Regions from separate parts of the Mus musculus genome. Here all the other regions are linked to region 1. A link is a contact called in public HiCAR-type, HiChIP or PLAC-seq and promoter capture Hi-C data. All regions are on one chromosome and are shown on one strand. Each heading gives the region's core, a stretch centred on a gene start, on an enhancer-like site or on the middle of the called end of the contact. The rest is flanking DNA. Distances are from core to core; before and after follow the strand shown.

Region 1 (3,546 bases), core at 298-2,797:
TACAAATCAGGTTCCAGGAAGCCAGGATTACTACACATAGAAATACTGGCGCACGCCTTTAATCCCAGCACTCGGGAGGCAGAGGCAGGCAGATTTCTGAGTTCGAGGACAGCCAGGGCTACACAGAGAAACCCTGTCTCGAAAAAAACAAAAAAACAAAAAAAAAAAGAAAAAAAGAAAAAGAAAAGAAATACTCTCTCTAAAAATAAAAAGGCCCATCCAATATCTGGGCCACACCTGGTGACAGCATACCTAAAATGACACAGAAGGAAGCCTTTTGTGCGTTTGCCTGCCTGTCCTCACTCTCACTGGCAAGTCCATCTATCATCCTGCTGCTGAGGCAGCAATTAATGTATTAGAACCTGTTTCTTCAGGACTCCCAACATTTAATGAAAACCTGCTAAGACATCCAGCCTTGTGGGCTGAACCACCATCTGCTTGGCGTTTTTATTGGAAGACAGCCACTGTTGAGCTAGCCAGACAACAGCCTGTATGCTAAACTTAGTAAATCCTGTGTGTGTGTCTTTATCAGTTTTGTTTCTCTAGAAAGCCCCAGGATTCTCACTCAGTGAAGGCTACATTTGGAGTTGGCAAAGGAGGGAGGGATTTGAGGCTTCAAGTCTTCAACACCTTCAATTGCAGATCTCTATAGTATATTTCCTAATAGATTATAAAAGTATTAATTTTATATACTCTGCCTGGCATTAAATTTTTAACATCCAGTAAGCCTCGAAAAAGTGACTTATTTATTCTGGTCCAGGTTTACTGTGTCCTGGAAGCCCAGGATAAAAGTGCTGGTGGTGAAACAAGTTATCAGCACTAAGCTATCAAAGTCGAGGAGGGACTGGCAATGTGGATCATTTACTAGCAAGGTAGTCCTTGTTCTACACTCAGAAGGCTTTAGGTTCAGTCCCAGCACCACGTGAACCCAGAATTCAAGGCCAGCCTGGGCTATGTGAGACCCTCTCAGTTTAAAAAAGAAAAGAAAGTCAAATGGTATGCAGATTGTCAGAATATATCTATCTCTGTCTTTTTAAGTGTATGTGTATGCACATGTGTTCTTAGAAGTCAGAAGAGGGTATCAAAGTCGCTAAGCTGGAGTTAAAGGTGGTGACTGTCTCATGTAGCTGCTAAGAAACAAGCTTGGGTCCGCTGCGGAATGAGTTACTCTCTAAGCCTTTGCTCCTGTCCTCCACCTGACTTTTAAGGGGCTCTCTCCTGTAGTTTGGTTTGCTCATACCTTACTTCCTCCAGATGCACAATTCACAGTAGGTTTAACCCTGAGTGACCAAAAACAAAACAAAAAAACCCAAAAAAGTCTATACATAAACTCTGGGGGTAAAGGGAGAGAGGGAGGGGTTAGCTCCTCAAGCCAAAACAACCAGAGGGTGGGTGCGACTACATTGCGCATGGGCAAAAGCTTCATGGCGTATGCTTTTGGCGCGAAAAGTGCGTGCGGTGGGCGGGGCTCTGTACGGAACCGCCATTGATTGGACGGGTTTGGCGCGAAGTAGCTCAGCTCCTACCCTGTTATTGGCTGAGGTGAGAGGGCGGGGCTAGCCGGAGGCGCGCGCGAAGTGGCAGCGCGGAAGGAGCTACGCGTGGAACCTGCGGCCGGGCTATCTGCAGCTGCGGACTCTCCTCCGCGGTGGTCTTCCCTCAGCAGCGCGTACTCTCGGCGCCGCCATGGACCTCGCAGCGGCCGCGGAGCCCGGCGCCGGAAGCCAGCACCCGGAGGTGCGCGACGAGGTGGCCGAGAAATGCCAGAAGCTGTTCCTAGACTTCCTGGAAGAGTGAGTGGCCTCCGGGGGCTCGCGGGCCGGGCGGAGACCGGGGCCATGTGTGCTCCGGAAGGGATGGGCCCCGGCCCGGCGGGAATCCGAAGCCTCCTCGACTCCTTTCTTCACCGCAGCGCTCCCTTGTGTCATACTGTGCTGCTTTTTCATTACGTTTCTAAAACAGGGTTTCGAACTCGCTGTGTAGCCAAAGATGATTTTGAACTTGTAATCCTCCAGCCTCCGCTTAGCTTGTGCTGGAATGACAGATGTGCACCGCCATGACTAGTTGGGGCGATGCTGGGAATGAATCCCAGCAGGACTCACGTCGCAACCCAGTGAGGCCAGAGTTTGGTTTTTTGGGAGGTGGGGGGGGGGGGGGGGGGCGTTACCTCTTGAGTAGGGTTGGGCACACAGCCCAGAACCAGGAGCTTGCAATGCAAGCAAACCTGGGCCAGCTCGTTCTAACAGGAATCTATGGCTTGATGACTGTTCAGTGAAATGAGTTCTGCCCTATATAATGAAAGAATTGTTCTAGACATCTAGCTGCCTCCTTCCCATCCCTCCCTCCGCTTCTAGCACCTAGCAGCAACCACATACCAGTGTGCTCCTTACTCTTCCGCCTCCAATAGTAAACAATTCTTTTCTTTTTCTTTTTAAAGATTATGTCAGTATATAACAAAAACTTAAGAGTTTTGACCTTTTGGGAGTGTACAACAAGCATCTTGAGGTGCATTCAACTTGTACAATGATCCCTGTTTGAAACTCTTCCAACTCTACCTACTAAATAGTTAGAGCCTCTCTAACTCTCCTAGCCTCCTGACACCTGCCACACTTCTAACATTGAACTGGATCACTATAGGTGCCTCCGATAAGTGTGTGTGGCTAATTTTGCTAGACATGCAGCTTATTGTAATCAAGGGTTTGCCTTTTAAGGCAGAATAAAATGACATGGCACGCGTATACTGGTTACCACATATTGCTGATCTAGTCGTCCTTTTGGCTCTACAGCTATCTTTTGAAGTTCTGCTATACTTAAAACTGTAAGCAGGCCAGTGTTGGGCACAAGCCAGCGGTAGACGGATCCTATGAGTTCAAGGCCAGCCTGGTCTACAAAGTGAGTTCCAGGACAGAGCTCAGGGCTACATAGAAAGTCTGGTGCTGAAAAACAAAACAAACAAAAATAACCCTCTGGAATTTAAATTCTATGTTCCAACCTTTGTAATGTTTTTGGCAGTCGGTACAGCTGCTTGTCCTTCAAAACCCAAGTCTCCTTTTGATTAAAGTCTGTGTAAACCAGCAGTTCTCAACATGTAGATCAGGATCCCTTGGGGCACATACCAGATCCATATGCACAGTATGGTCCATAACAGCAAAATTAGTTATGAAGTAGCAATGAGATGGTTTTATGGTTGGGGTCATCACACATGAGGAACTGTATTAAAGGGTCTCAGCGTTAAGGTCGAGAACCACTACTTTAGACCATTCAGGCAACAAGCAGTAGCTACTTCTTTGCCTGTGATCCCAGCAGGCCTGCTATTTTCCAGATGCCAAGGGCCTTTTCTTGGTAGCTAAGAGCTGGAGCTAAGCATAAACAGGACTTAGTTTTTAAAATAATCAACTTCCATTCACAGAGCAGCTTTGCTTTTGCTTGCAGAAGAGTCTAAATATTTCTTTTTTGTTTGTTTTTATTTTGAGACAGGGTTTCTTTGTGTAGCCCCTTCAACTCAGACATGTGCTTAACTCTGCCTCCCAAGCACTGGGGCTAAAG
Region 2 (3,546 bases), core at 327-2,826, 350 kb before region 1:
GATTTATGTGACGGGACGAAAGCATGCCTTCTCTCTTTCTTCATCACCCAGTGGAAGATGGATGAAGAGAGAATCCAGAGATAAAGGGATTTATCTCACTCTTGGACCAGGTTTAGCTGAAACACTGAAGGCTCAGTCTGAGGTCTCTCAATCTGAGGGCAAAGGAGAGGGAAGAGAGTGTAGCCTCCAACTTCTCTGGCTCTGGAGAGCCTAGCAATGGATGGTTCCCCGAGGAACCAAACTCCTGAGAGGTGACACCATGGAGCTCACCCTCTGGATACTTCCATTTCTCCAGGCCATCCTGCCCATCAAAGGCATCGTGAAGAAAAGGAGCAAGATGTTGGTCTCCAGGGCCTGCTTTGATGTTTCTAGATGTTCTCCCCAAAGCTGCTGCCATTTTAAAATAAACACATATCCCTCCCTTGCTCTGGCCTTCATTATCTTAGAAAACGCTCTGGGTCTGCCCTCAACTATCACCACAAAAGGAACAAGGTAAAAGGCTAGGAGACAGTCATATCAGCAAAGTGTTGGCTTTACAAGCATGCAGACCTCAGGGCAATCCCCAGAACCCACATGAAAATACCCAGGGGTGCTGGTACCTGCTTATCATCTAAACACTGAGGAGGGAGAGACAGGAAAATCTCCAGCCTAGTCTACTTGCTGAGCTCCAGGTCAGTGAGAGAACTTGTCTCAAAGGAGACGGACCCTGTTCCTGACCCAAAGTTGTCCTCTGGCCTGCAAACACACACACACACACACACACACACACACACACACACACACACACAAATAGGGAGGGACGGGGAGGAAGGGAAGAAGAGAGGGAGGAAAGAAAGAAGGAAAGAAGGGGAGGAGGAAAGGAGGGAGAGAAGAAGGAGAGGAACAAAAGAAAGAACAAGAAATAAAGTAAGCGTGTCCCAGCTCAAGACAGCTAAGTTTCTCTCCTTGGAGGACAAGCTATCCAGGCCAAGCTCACCACCATCCTGTTCCTGAGACGATGAGGCCTTGTCTCTTTTGATGTCAACCTGTTCTATGTAAGGGAAGGCTGAATGAAGCAAAACTTTAGAGAGAAAATAGTCCTCTTTCTTTGTTGAATAAAGCAAACATGAACTTAGCTACTTTACACTAGCAGGCCTGATGTACTACTGAATTGAATCTGACCACTCTGAAGTGGAAAGAAAAGAATGGGGACAACACACACACACACACACACACACACACACACACACACACACACACACACACACATACACACACACACACCAGAGTCTGGAAAAGGAGGCAGGTACAATGTTGACGACTGGCTGAGTCCCTCGTGCCTGCATCCACCTGGTCCTGAGAAGCAGGTCCAAGGAACCAAGAGTTCTTGTTCCCAAGAACACAGAAGCACTCCTGCAGTGTTAGTTGGGGAGTGGGGAGGATGGTAACTAAGAGTCCTCCTCTATACACACCAGGGGAGAAAGTCCCAGTGTCTGAAAAACAAACACTTATAAATAGGGAAGTGTCTGGGGCTGAGAAAAGCAGCAGACACCTGACAGCTTTCATTACGCAAATCACAATTAGTCCTCCAAAGCAAGTGACTAAAGTCTGCATCAGTAGGAAGAAGTTGACCCCGGGGTTTCTACAGTCTGATGACTAGAGTCGGAGGCTTTCAAAACAGGAAGCACCAGATATAATATCAAATGACCCAGACAGTAAAAAGCAAGGCAGAAAAAAAGATTCTAAATTGGAAGACAGGAAGTCACAATCATGCCACCAACAATGTAGATATTTCTCTGAGATATGCTTGGCTAGATGCCCTGGCACAGCCAGATGTAGGAGTGTAACCAAAACAGAGAAGAGTGACTGAGGCCAGATCCTCAGAAATGGTCAAGATAGTACCATTCTTGATACTCCCACCCCTGAAATATCAGATGTTATGTTTCTAGGATCTAAGAGCAGCCTGTACAGGCAGAAGGCTGGATGCTACTGTCGATCAGCCCTGGATCTATGCTGCTACAACAACCAAAAATAAAAACCAACCCTCCAGCCACCTCCTTGCTCAGATGCTCCCTTCTCCCAGAGTCCTGCCTCTCCTCCACTCTCACTCTCCACCCAGCTGGTCCAAGGGATTCCTGAAGTTAACAGAGAGCTTCCCTACTTTTGGTCAATGACTGATGGGGGTCGCCATCTTTGAACTCCTGAACATGAGTCCTGGGGTTCCCACTATAAGGATGCTAAGTTGTCTCTACTGGAATTTCAAATTCCATGATTTACACCTGTGGGATGCAGTTGCTATGTAGCTCCCACCTGCTAGAGAATGAAAACCCACACAAAGGAAAGCCACATGGTTCCTACAGAGCAGAAAGAAGAGCTTATCTCATATGATGCAATTATACCCTTGGGTCCAACCTGACAGACACCAAACCATGCTCTTGAGCTGCTGAGAGCAATGATGCCTCCTGCTCCTTCAGCTGAGAGTGTGTCTCTTGCAATACAAGTTGTTGAAATTTAGTAAACAAAGGGGCAAGTCTCCAGTCTCTATGAGGCATTCAGGAGGCCTTTGCTGTTGTTACATTGTCCCGGGAGCAGCCTACTGCTGCCGTCACTCTGAAACCTTAACACAAGCTCCCTATCCCTCTGGATCTTTCCTCCTCTGGAATGCAGAGTTCAACCAAGAGGGTTAGCACGCTAGCAAGTACTAAGATTATGACCTCAACTCCTAACCATCTCCTGAAATGTTTCAAAGACCCAAAGCAGTGCTCAGGATACACCCGACCTTCCATTCCAACAGGTGCTTCCAGCAATGTTACAAAATACAAACAGGAAAGTGTAAGTTATCTGGAAAGTTGTGGCTCAGGAAAACTCTACCACTGAAGTGTCTCTCCGAGTCCAGATGTTCAAAAGTTACCAGAGATGTGAGGGCACTGCCCTTTCTTCCTGAGCAAGACTTCTGTGGCCCCTGAATGGCCATAGAGAGATCATGCAAAAGCAGTCACCAAGAACATAAAATAATAATAATAATAAATATAAAGTGAGATCTGGGAAGATGCTCTGTGGACAAAGCATTTGCTATGCAAGCATGTGGATGTGAGGACAAAACCACAGGTCCCCCACAAAACCCAGGTGAGATGATGTGTGTTTGCAAGCCCAGGGTTTCCATGGCAAGATGGGAGATGAAAACAAGATAACCCCAGGTCAGAAGTCAGTTAGCCCGATGAATGAAGCAGTGAACAAGAGACCCTATTTAAACAAGATGGAGGGTAAAGAGGTACTGGAGACTCTCTTCTGATTTGTATTCACACAAACAATACCATACACACACACACACATACACATACACACACATACACATACAGACATCCACACCATACCCCCATATACACAGCACAAACACATACATACACATACATACACCACACCCATACACAGCACACATATGCACAGAACACATACACACACAGTACACACATATGTACCACACACACACCACACATACATACCCACCCTCACACACACACACACACACACACACACACACACATATACACATACATATATACACAA
Region 3 (3,546 bases), core at 295-2,794, 310 kb before region 1:
AAGGCCACCAAGAGATACAAATCTTGCTATGGGGGTTCAGTATTTACCCAGTCAGCATTTCTGTGGTGCCGTGGGGCTGATGAAGGATTTCAGAGTGGTTCTTTCCACACCCTGACTTTACAAAGTGAGGAAGGTGGGCTGACCTTGAGCAAGTCACACTTCTTCCTCCATAAGACCAGACAGCCTTTACGTCTTAGGTATAAAGAAAAGGTTGGAAGATTCTTCTGTCTAATCCTAAAGTCCCTGGTTCTACTTCAGAACAGAATGGAAAATGAAATGAGTGATTTTGCAGAACTGGCTGTGATCCGCTAAATTCAAACTAACCCTCAGAGGCTATCAGGATGACTCAGTGGCTGAGAGGGCTTGCTGCAGACGCATAAGAAGGGACCTCAAATTTTGCTCTGTATCACCCAGAGTCACCTCTTGTTGATGCTAACAAAAAGCCCAGAAGAAGGTTGGGTAGGTTTGCGGGGTTTTTTTTGTTTTATTTGTTTTTTGTTTTCCCAGGTTAGTCCCAGACTCACTCTGCAGCTGATGATGGATGGTCTTCAAGTTCTGATCCACCTGCTTCCATCTCCCAGGGGCAGGGTTATCATGTGGGCTACTACAGTCAGTTCATGTGCTAGGGACAGAAGTCAAGGCTTTGTGAATGCTAGGCACATGTCTGCCAACGAAGACACATCCCCGGACCCAGAAGAGGCCTTGGCATGGTAAATATCCAAGCTAAAGCCCCCTCAACAGTTCATAGGTGCAGAGGGTAAGATGAAAGACTGACAATTTTCGACCTGTCACTCTGTCCTTGTAAGAGTGGCCTGGTATTGGTGCCGCAGTCTGTACAAGCTTTCCCCTTTCCTGTGCTTCAGAAAAACCTTTAGCTTCTTCACAGGACACCAAGGTTGTGTGAGTAGTTTACCTCCATGGCTGTTGGAGACATCTTGCAGGCAGACTCGTGTGTATCATGAATCTCAAAGCAGTGAACCAGAGAAACAGCCAGGCAGTGGGGGAAAAAGAAAACAAAACGAACAAACAAAGAGGGAAGCCGAACTTAGATCAGGAGGATCAGTGGAGACAGACACTATATGCCCTTGGATAAATCCCTTAATATCGCTGGCTTTCAACTACTCCTCTGTGACTGTAACAAGGGGCAGTAGAATGTGATCTCCAAGAACTTAAGGTCAGATAATATGGTTCCCGACTCCCACCTCCTTCCCCCAAACCCCCTTGTGTCCTGGCCAGCTCCTAGAAGGGCCACTCTGAAGAAAATATCTGCTTTCTCCGATCCTTTCCCTGACTCTGCCTGCTGCTCAAAAGAGAGCCAGCTCTGACTGGGATTCACACCCTGCCACTTTCTCCCTCTGCTCATTTGAATTGATGAGTCTGGGACAGCCAGTCAGCAATGTTCCAGTAATTGACAGTTGGCTTTATTGAAAGTGAACACCCGGGCTTTCCATTCATATCAGTCTGGGTCCTTGGATCCACTTGACTGAACACTCGGAAGTGGACACCTGCCCTCCCAGCATCCCTGGATGCCCCCACAATCCACTGAGCCAGCTCCAGCTACTACCAGCCAGCCTGTTTAAATGAGGCCTGCTGGGAGCCCAGCATGGCCACTGTAGTGAGGCTGCTTGTCTGTGCTTGAGGTTGCTTGCACAGGAGAATTCTCACTTTCCACCAGGCCTGTCTGGGCTGCTCTTAGGGAGAACTGGAAAGATTGTACTGCCTCTAAGAGTTTTTCCCTGCAGGGATCAGAGCACCAGTGCAGGCCTATTCCATCCCAGACTTCATTCTTGCCCTGTTCCAGACCTGATTCTGGGATGCTTAGCTTCTCCACTTGGGGGGCCTGCCTGGGCCTCAGGCTTCCCCAAGGAAGGCATACAGAAGCCATCTTCATAAGATTTCATTGCAGCAGACAAACCTTGCTTATCTTCTGGGCTGTGGTGTTTAATATTGTCAACTTGACAGAATCCAGAACTACCTTGAAGATAAGACTCTGGGCACTCTGTGAGGGGGTGTTCTAGATTAAGTTAACTGCGATGGAAAGACCCAGACTAAATGTGGGCAGTACCAATCTATGTGGCTGCTGTCCTGGACTGAATACAGAGGCAAGGGACTAGGATGATGGCTCATTGGGAAAAGGGCTTGCCACCCGCGCATAAAGAAACTCGTTTACACCCTCAGCGCCCCTGTAAAAGCTGCAGTGTGGTTGAGCGCATCTCTCCCACTTGGAGAACAGAGGTTCATTGGCCAGCCAGGCTAACAGAAGCTGGAGCTTCAGGTTCAGTGCAGAAAAGACCTGCCTCAAAAAGTAAAGGCAGAGAGCAAATGGGAAGACACCTGACATCGCCTGGAGCCTACATTGTCACATGCATGCATGTGTAAACCACATACACATTACAGAGTGAGGAGGGTGAAGGGACCACCAGAGATGAGCACAGAATTTTCTCTCTCCTCTTGACTGGGGACGCCATGTGGCCAGCTGCTCGCTCCTGCGACTGAGATTTCCTTCCCAGTGTGAGCTAAAGAAAGCCTTCCTTTTCAAAGGTACTGTTATCAGATATTTGATCACAGCCACTGGACAGGTCGCTGATACAAGGGTTTAAGCCCCAATGTCATAGTCCCTGGCTACAGAACCCCAGAGCCATTCAGACCCTCTATTTCAACTGTAGCTGGGAATAATAGTACTGCCAGCCTCATCAGGTTGTACAAGATTAAATGAATTTATACTTGTTAAGTACTTAGAACAGGGTCAGGTACACGGCAAACGCCCAATAAATCTCAGACATTACTGTTGCCATTAATTTGGCCAAAGAACAAATGTGCAAAGTACCAGGAAAGAGACTATTTAAGTTCATCATTGAAAAGCTGTTGTCTGACCTAAGTGTTAAAATGTTCCTTGCCAGCAAGATGGAATCACTTAACTGTGACACTGGGTACTAATGGTCAGAATGTAATTGCTCGTGAAATTTTACAATTTTAAGATGAAAATTGGAACTTGGGGAATAGCTTAGCAATTGAAATGCCTGCTGCAGAAATGTGAGGACCAGAGTTTGGAGCCCCAGAAACCCATGGAAATGCCAGGTGAGCATGGCAGCCAACCTACAATTCCTGACTAGGAAGGTGGAGAAGGGGAGCAGAACCCAGAGCGAGCTGGCTAGGAAAGCTGGCCACACTGGCAAGTACTGGCTTTGTTTGAGAGGTCCTGCCCCATGCCTAAGGTGGAAGAGCCACCAAGAATGATTCTCTGACATCAACCATAGTCCTCCACATAGATATGTACACACAAGCACATGTATCCACACATATGTGTGCAAAAGTCATACATATACATACATGCACAACATACACATGAAGAATGGAAAAAGAAAAGATGAAAAAGGACTGTTTAGACTGTAAGTCAAGGAAAGGGTGGGGGGATGGGAGGGAGATGCATTTCCTGTAACCAGATTATACCGACTACCCTCTTTCCATATCTCTCCATGGGTAACTTGCCTTCAGCTCTGAGAAATAAACCTGAAGAGCACAGAAATTAAATAATTCGTTGCCGAC
Region 4 (3,546 bases), core at 766-3,265, 280 kb before region 1:
TTGACTGAACCTCTGAACCTGTAAGCCAGCTCCAATTAAATGTTGTCCTTATAAGAGTTGCCTTGGTCATGGTGTCTGTTCACAGCAGTAAAACTCTAAGACAGATAACATGCACTTTTACCCACTGAGCCAACTCCTAAGCCCTCTTCTCTTCTCTTTTCTCGTTTTTCTTCCTCCTTAAAATTGTTTCTGATAGTTCCATGTATACAATGCTAGGGATTGAACCTAGGGCCTTGTGCATGCTAGGTAAGCTCTTTACCAACTGGGCTGCATCTCCAACCCTTGGCTTAGCTTCTTACAGTCCTACCTAGCAGTGACCTGGCAGGTCCCTGTAGATTACCATTACCAAGAGGTAGTGCAGGACCCTTTAAGGGAGGCTTTTAGATGTCCGGGTGTCTGCTTTCACGGAGCCTGACAATCCTAAAAGAGTACCAAGTGTTCTTAACACCACACAACAGGTTTTATACCCCAAACAGAAGCAGATCAGAAAGACAGACGTTGGGGCAATGTTCTGATTGCAAATCCTTCCAGATAACATCTTCAGATAATACAGAGGTAAGCAACTCTGCTTGCAATCTGCTGAAATAACTATTGCTGGGGATCCTGGGGTCATAGAGAAGACAGACTCTCCACTGACCAGCGAACTCACAAGGCTGACTGGCTGCAGGGACTTCCCAGCTAAGCCTTGCAGCCTTCCTGTGACACTCACTGTTACACGGGGCAGCTCCTCAGCAAAGGAATCTCTCTCTGGACTCCAGCTCCTGTTGAAACCATTGTCAGCTGCTATCGGTGCCTCTCTTTCATGTCACCTATTCATGCAAACATGCCGGGCCCCCTTTCCCCAGGCTCTGGGATGATTTACCATTTATGAACTGTTCTCTCTTTAAACAGTCTGTGCAAATGCCAAGTTAGGCATTTGAAGTTCATGACCCTTTCTTCCTCTTCAAGTTCCCAGCTCTCCCTCCCTCACTCCCTCCCTCACAACATGCTGAGCTGCAGGCCAGGAAAACCCCCCTGAGAACTGAAAACCTTTCCCCGTTTTCCTCCTTCCAAACAAGGCAAGTCTGTTAGAACAAGTCAATGTAAGCCCTTGGCTCCTCTTCTGCTCCCCTCCTTTCCCTTATTAAAGAAACAACGAGGCGAGCCATCCAGGAGATGCCTGTGTGGACAGTGATCTTCAACAATAAATCACTTCCCAGCTCGGTGACTTTTAAGGGTCAGGGAAACCATATGGCCTGTGCCTCTGACTCCAGGTCAGATTCAGCTAAGTGATGCTCATATTAAAAATCTGGTATGGAGAGACAGTAAAGGCAATAAAGGCTGGCCTTGCACGTATTGAAGACCCACGTTCCATCCCCAGAACCGTGCAAATGGCAAGCACCATAGGGCACACTCGAAATCCCAGAGCTGACTGCACAGACAGGTAGATTCAAGGGGCAGGCAGTCAGTCTAGGCTACTTAGCTAGTTCCAAGACACTGAGAAAAGCCATCCGAGGAAAACAAACAAGATGCAAGGCTCCTGAGGAAGGACACTTGAACTTGAGGTTGTCCTCTGACCTCTACCTGCATACTTGTGGACATACACAGGTATTCTCTCTCTCTCTCTCTCTCTCTCTCTCTCTCTCTCTCTCTCTCTCTCTCTCTCAGAGAGAGACTGTGGCACACCCCTTGCACATACTTTAATTCCTTTGTACCCCTAATACATGCTTTTCACGCTCTGATCTGGGCTGCCTTCCCACCTTGCTCTGTGGCCACCCCATCCCAGTGTATTTGTTCTGGACTTTGGACAGTCATCTTTGGTCCTTTCTCTGTTGGCATGGTGGGCATAACCCAGTACAGGGATGTTTCTCCAAGAAGTGCTACCCTGATGGCGAGAGTTCATCTTTGTCTCCCTCTTCCTCATCTTGGCAACAGGAATTATGTAATTCACTTTACCTCTTCTGCAAAGTTACCAAATCAGGCAAAGGGTAGCCTCGGCCAGAGAGTCCTCTTGCATTGCTCCTACTTCTCCACTGTAGGGGACTCACAGCTACCCATTGCAACACAGCACTAATTACAGAATCACCCTCCTGCCTGCTGCTGTTCATATCTGCAATTGCTCACACAGGGAGTACTGGCCCCCAAGAAGACAGCAGTCAGGGATAGTGAGAGGACCCAGGATGCTCAGGAAGACAGAATGAGCCAGGTCTGACCAGACTGTCAGGTGAAGAAGAAAGCTAGAATTAGTTTAACTGGGATTTAATTTGCAACATCTTCACACTGAGACCAGGTGTGGAGAAGGAAGATTGAAATCTCCATAATAGGTGGCAGCTGAGGCCCAGGGTGATTACCGTCTTAGCTTTAACTGGCAACCTAACACAGTCTACAGTCACCTGAAAAGGGAGTCTCAGTGGATGGATTGCCCAGATTGACCGTGGCCATGTCTGTGAGGGACTGCCTTGAGAGCTGATGCAGAAGGGCCCAGCCCACTCTGGGGAACACTCTTTGCTGAGTGGTCTTTGGTCCATATAATAGTGCTAGCATGACCTTGGGTAAACCAGAAAGTGTCAGCCCTCCATTGCTTGAGTGCCTGCCCTGCCTTCCCTCAATGATGGTCTGTGAAAAGCCAAAAGAAATCCTTTTTTCCCTAAGTTGCTTTTGGTCAGAGTGTTTTATCACAGCAACAGTGATGATACTTGAACACACACACACATGCACACACGCACACACGCACACACACATATGTATATGAAAAACAGAAGGTAATTTCCTTCTTTAGTTGTGGGTGGGTTCTATCTCCAAGATAATTAATATGTGTGTATAAGTATTTTTTAAAAATCCAAAATTTGAACTGCTTTTCTTAGAAGACTGTCAAGAGTCTGAGATTTGGGGCTCAAGAGTTGGTTGGGGTGCTTGTCTAACATATATGAAGCCCTGAATTTGACCTTCAGCACTACACAGACCAGGTGTAGGGTGCACGTTGGTAATCCCAGGACTCAGGAGTCAGAGGAGGGCCATGTGAAACGTTGTCTCAAAAAAAAAAAAGTGCTGGTTTTACAGACAAGGAAACTGAGGCAGAGAGTTACGTTTCAAGAAGGAACAAACCATATACCCTGCTTACTGTTGCTCATAGCACTGCCCTGTGGTATAGTAGGCAATACCGAGGTGGACAATTTAAATACTCTAGTCACGTGATATTTAATTGACTCTCAGTAAAGGCCAGGTTGGGGATCTGGCTCAGTTAGTAGAATACTTTCCTACTATGTGCAGAGTAAAAGCTTGATTCCCAGAACTGCAAAAACCAGGTGTAGCAGTAGCACAGCACTGCAGAAATGGCGGCAGGAGGATCAGAAGTTCAAAGTTGGCCTCAGCTACACAGGCTCAAGACCACACTTACATAACAATCAATGTGGGATAGACCAACTAGCTTATCTATTTTGTTCAATCCGATCTCTAGTCTCCAGCACAGTTTGACATTAGTTGAGTAAACTAATCTTATAGCTACACAATAATCAATTTTAAGATATTTAATATGTAGCATCAGCCTGCTTAGCACTACTTACACAA

The links. Promoter capture Hi-C pulls out the DNA fragments that hold promoters and counts their contacts. HiCAR-type assays count read pairs that join an accessible place to other places. HiChIP or PLAC-seq counts read pairs in DNA pulled down with a chosen protein or histone mark.
Region 2: a contact with region 1 is called in a HiCAR-type map of Th17 cells, with 2.5 times the contacts expected there. The contact joins the enhancer-like site here to the promoter of Mcm6 in region 1. A contact is called at or near these places in 13 of 39 promoter capture datasets (the C10 cell line, HPC-7-derived erythroid cells, cranial neural crest and 8 more), 2 of 484 Hi-C or Micro-C datasets (the HPC-7 cell line and myeloid progenitors) and 9 of 115 datasets of contacts at active chromatin or transcription factors (Th17 cells, acute myeloid leukemia, astrocytes and 5 more).
Region 3: a contact with region 1 is called in an H3K4me3 HiChIP or PLAC-seq map of the SCID.adh cell line, with 11 read pairs. The contact joins the enhancer-like site here to the promoter of Mcm6 in region 1. A contact is called at or near these places in 3 of 39 promoter capture datasets (the C10 cell line, cranial neural crest and pre-B cells), 2 of 484 Hi-C or Micro-C datasets (the AML12 cell line and the HPC-7 cell line), 7 of 115 datasets of contacts at active chromatin or transcription factors (the SCID.adh cell line, acute myeloid leukemia, bone marrow-derived macrophages and 4 more) and 1 of 9 other capture datasets (liver).
Region 4: a contact with region 1 is called in a promoter capture Hi-C map of neutrophils, with 7 times the contacts expected there. The contact joins the enhancer-like site here to the promoter of Mcm6 in region 1. A contact is called at or near these places in 5 of 39 promoter capture datasets (the C10 cell line, the HPC-7 cell line, cranial neural crest and 2 more), 2 of 484 Hi-C or Micro-C datasets (the G1E-ER4 cell line and nephron progenitors) and 4 of 115 datasets of contacts at active chromatin or transcription factors (astrocytes, bone marrow-derived macrophages, embryonic midbrain and 1 more).

Annotation. Positions count from the first base shown.
Region 1 is chr1:128,357,706-128,361,251 of GRCm38.p6, reverse strand. Mcm6 (minichromosome maintenance complex component 6) reads left to right here and starts at 1,547. Exons shown (of 17, transcript NM_008567.2): 1 at 1,547-1,793. The coding sequence starts at 1,687.
Region 2 is chr1:128,703,356-128,706,901 of GRCm38.p6, reverse strand. No RefSeq gene overlaps it. Among named protein-coding and RNA genes, the nearest start is that of Cxcr4, 110 kb to the right of the region's middle. Within about 2 kb of position 1,576, at least 117 of the 459 cell types and tissues checked have an H3K27ac peak or open chromatin away from gene starts, as enhancers often do. A contact at or near this core is called in the HPC-7 cell line, Th17 cells, acute myeloid leukemia and 6 more, where this site is marked.
Region 3 is chr1:128,667,414-128,670,959 of GRCm38.p6, reverse strand. No RefSeq gene overlaps it. Among named protein-coding and RNA genes, the nearest start is that of Cxcr4, 77 kb to the right of the region's middle. Within about 2 kb of position 1,544, at least 14 of the 459 cell types and tissues checked have an H3K27ac peak or open chromatin away from gene starts, as enhancers often do. A contact at or near this core is called in the SCID.adh cell line, where this site is marked.
Region 4 is chr1:128,640,875-128,644,420 of GRCm38.p6, reverse strand. No RefSeq gene overlaps it. Among named protein-coding and RNA genes, the nearest start is that of Cxcr4, 50 kb to the right of the region's middle. Within about 2 kb of position 2,015, at least 25 of the 459 cell types and tissues checked have an H3K27ac peak or open chromatin away from gene starts, as enhancers often do. A contact at or near this core is called in neutrophils, where this site is marked.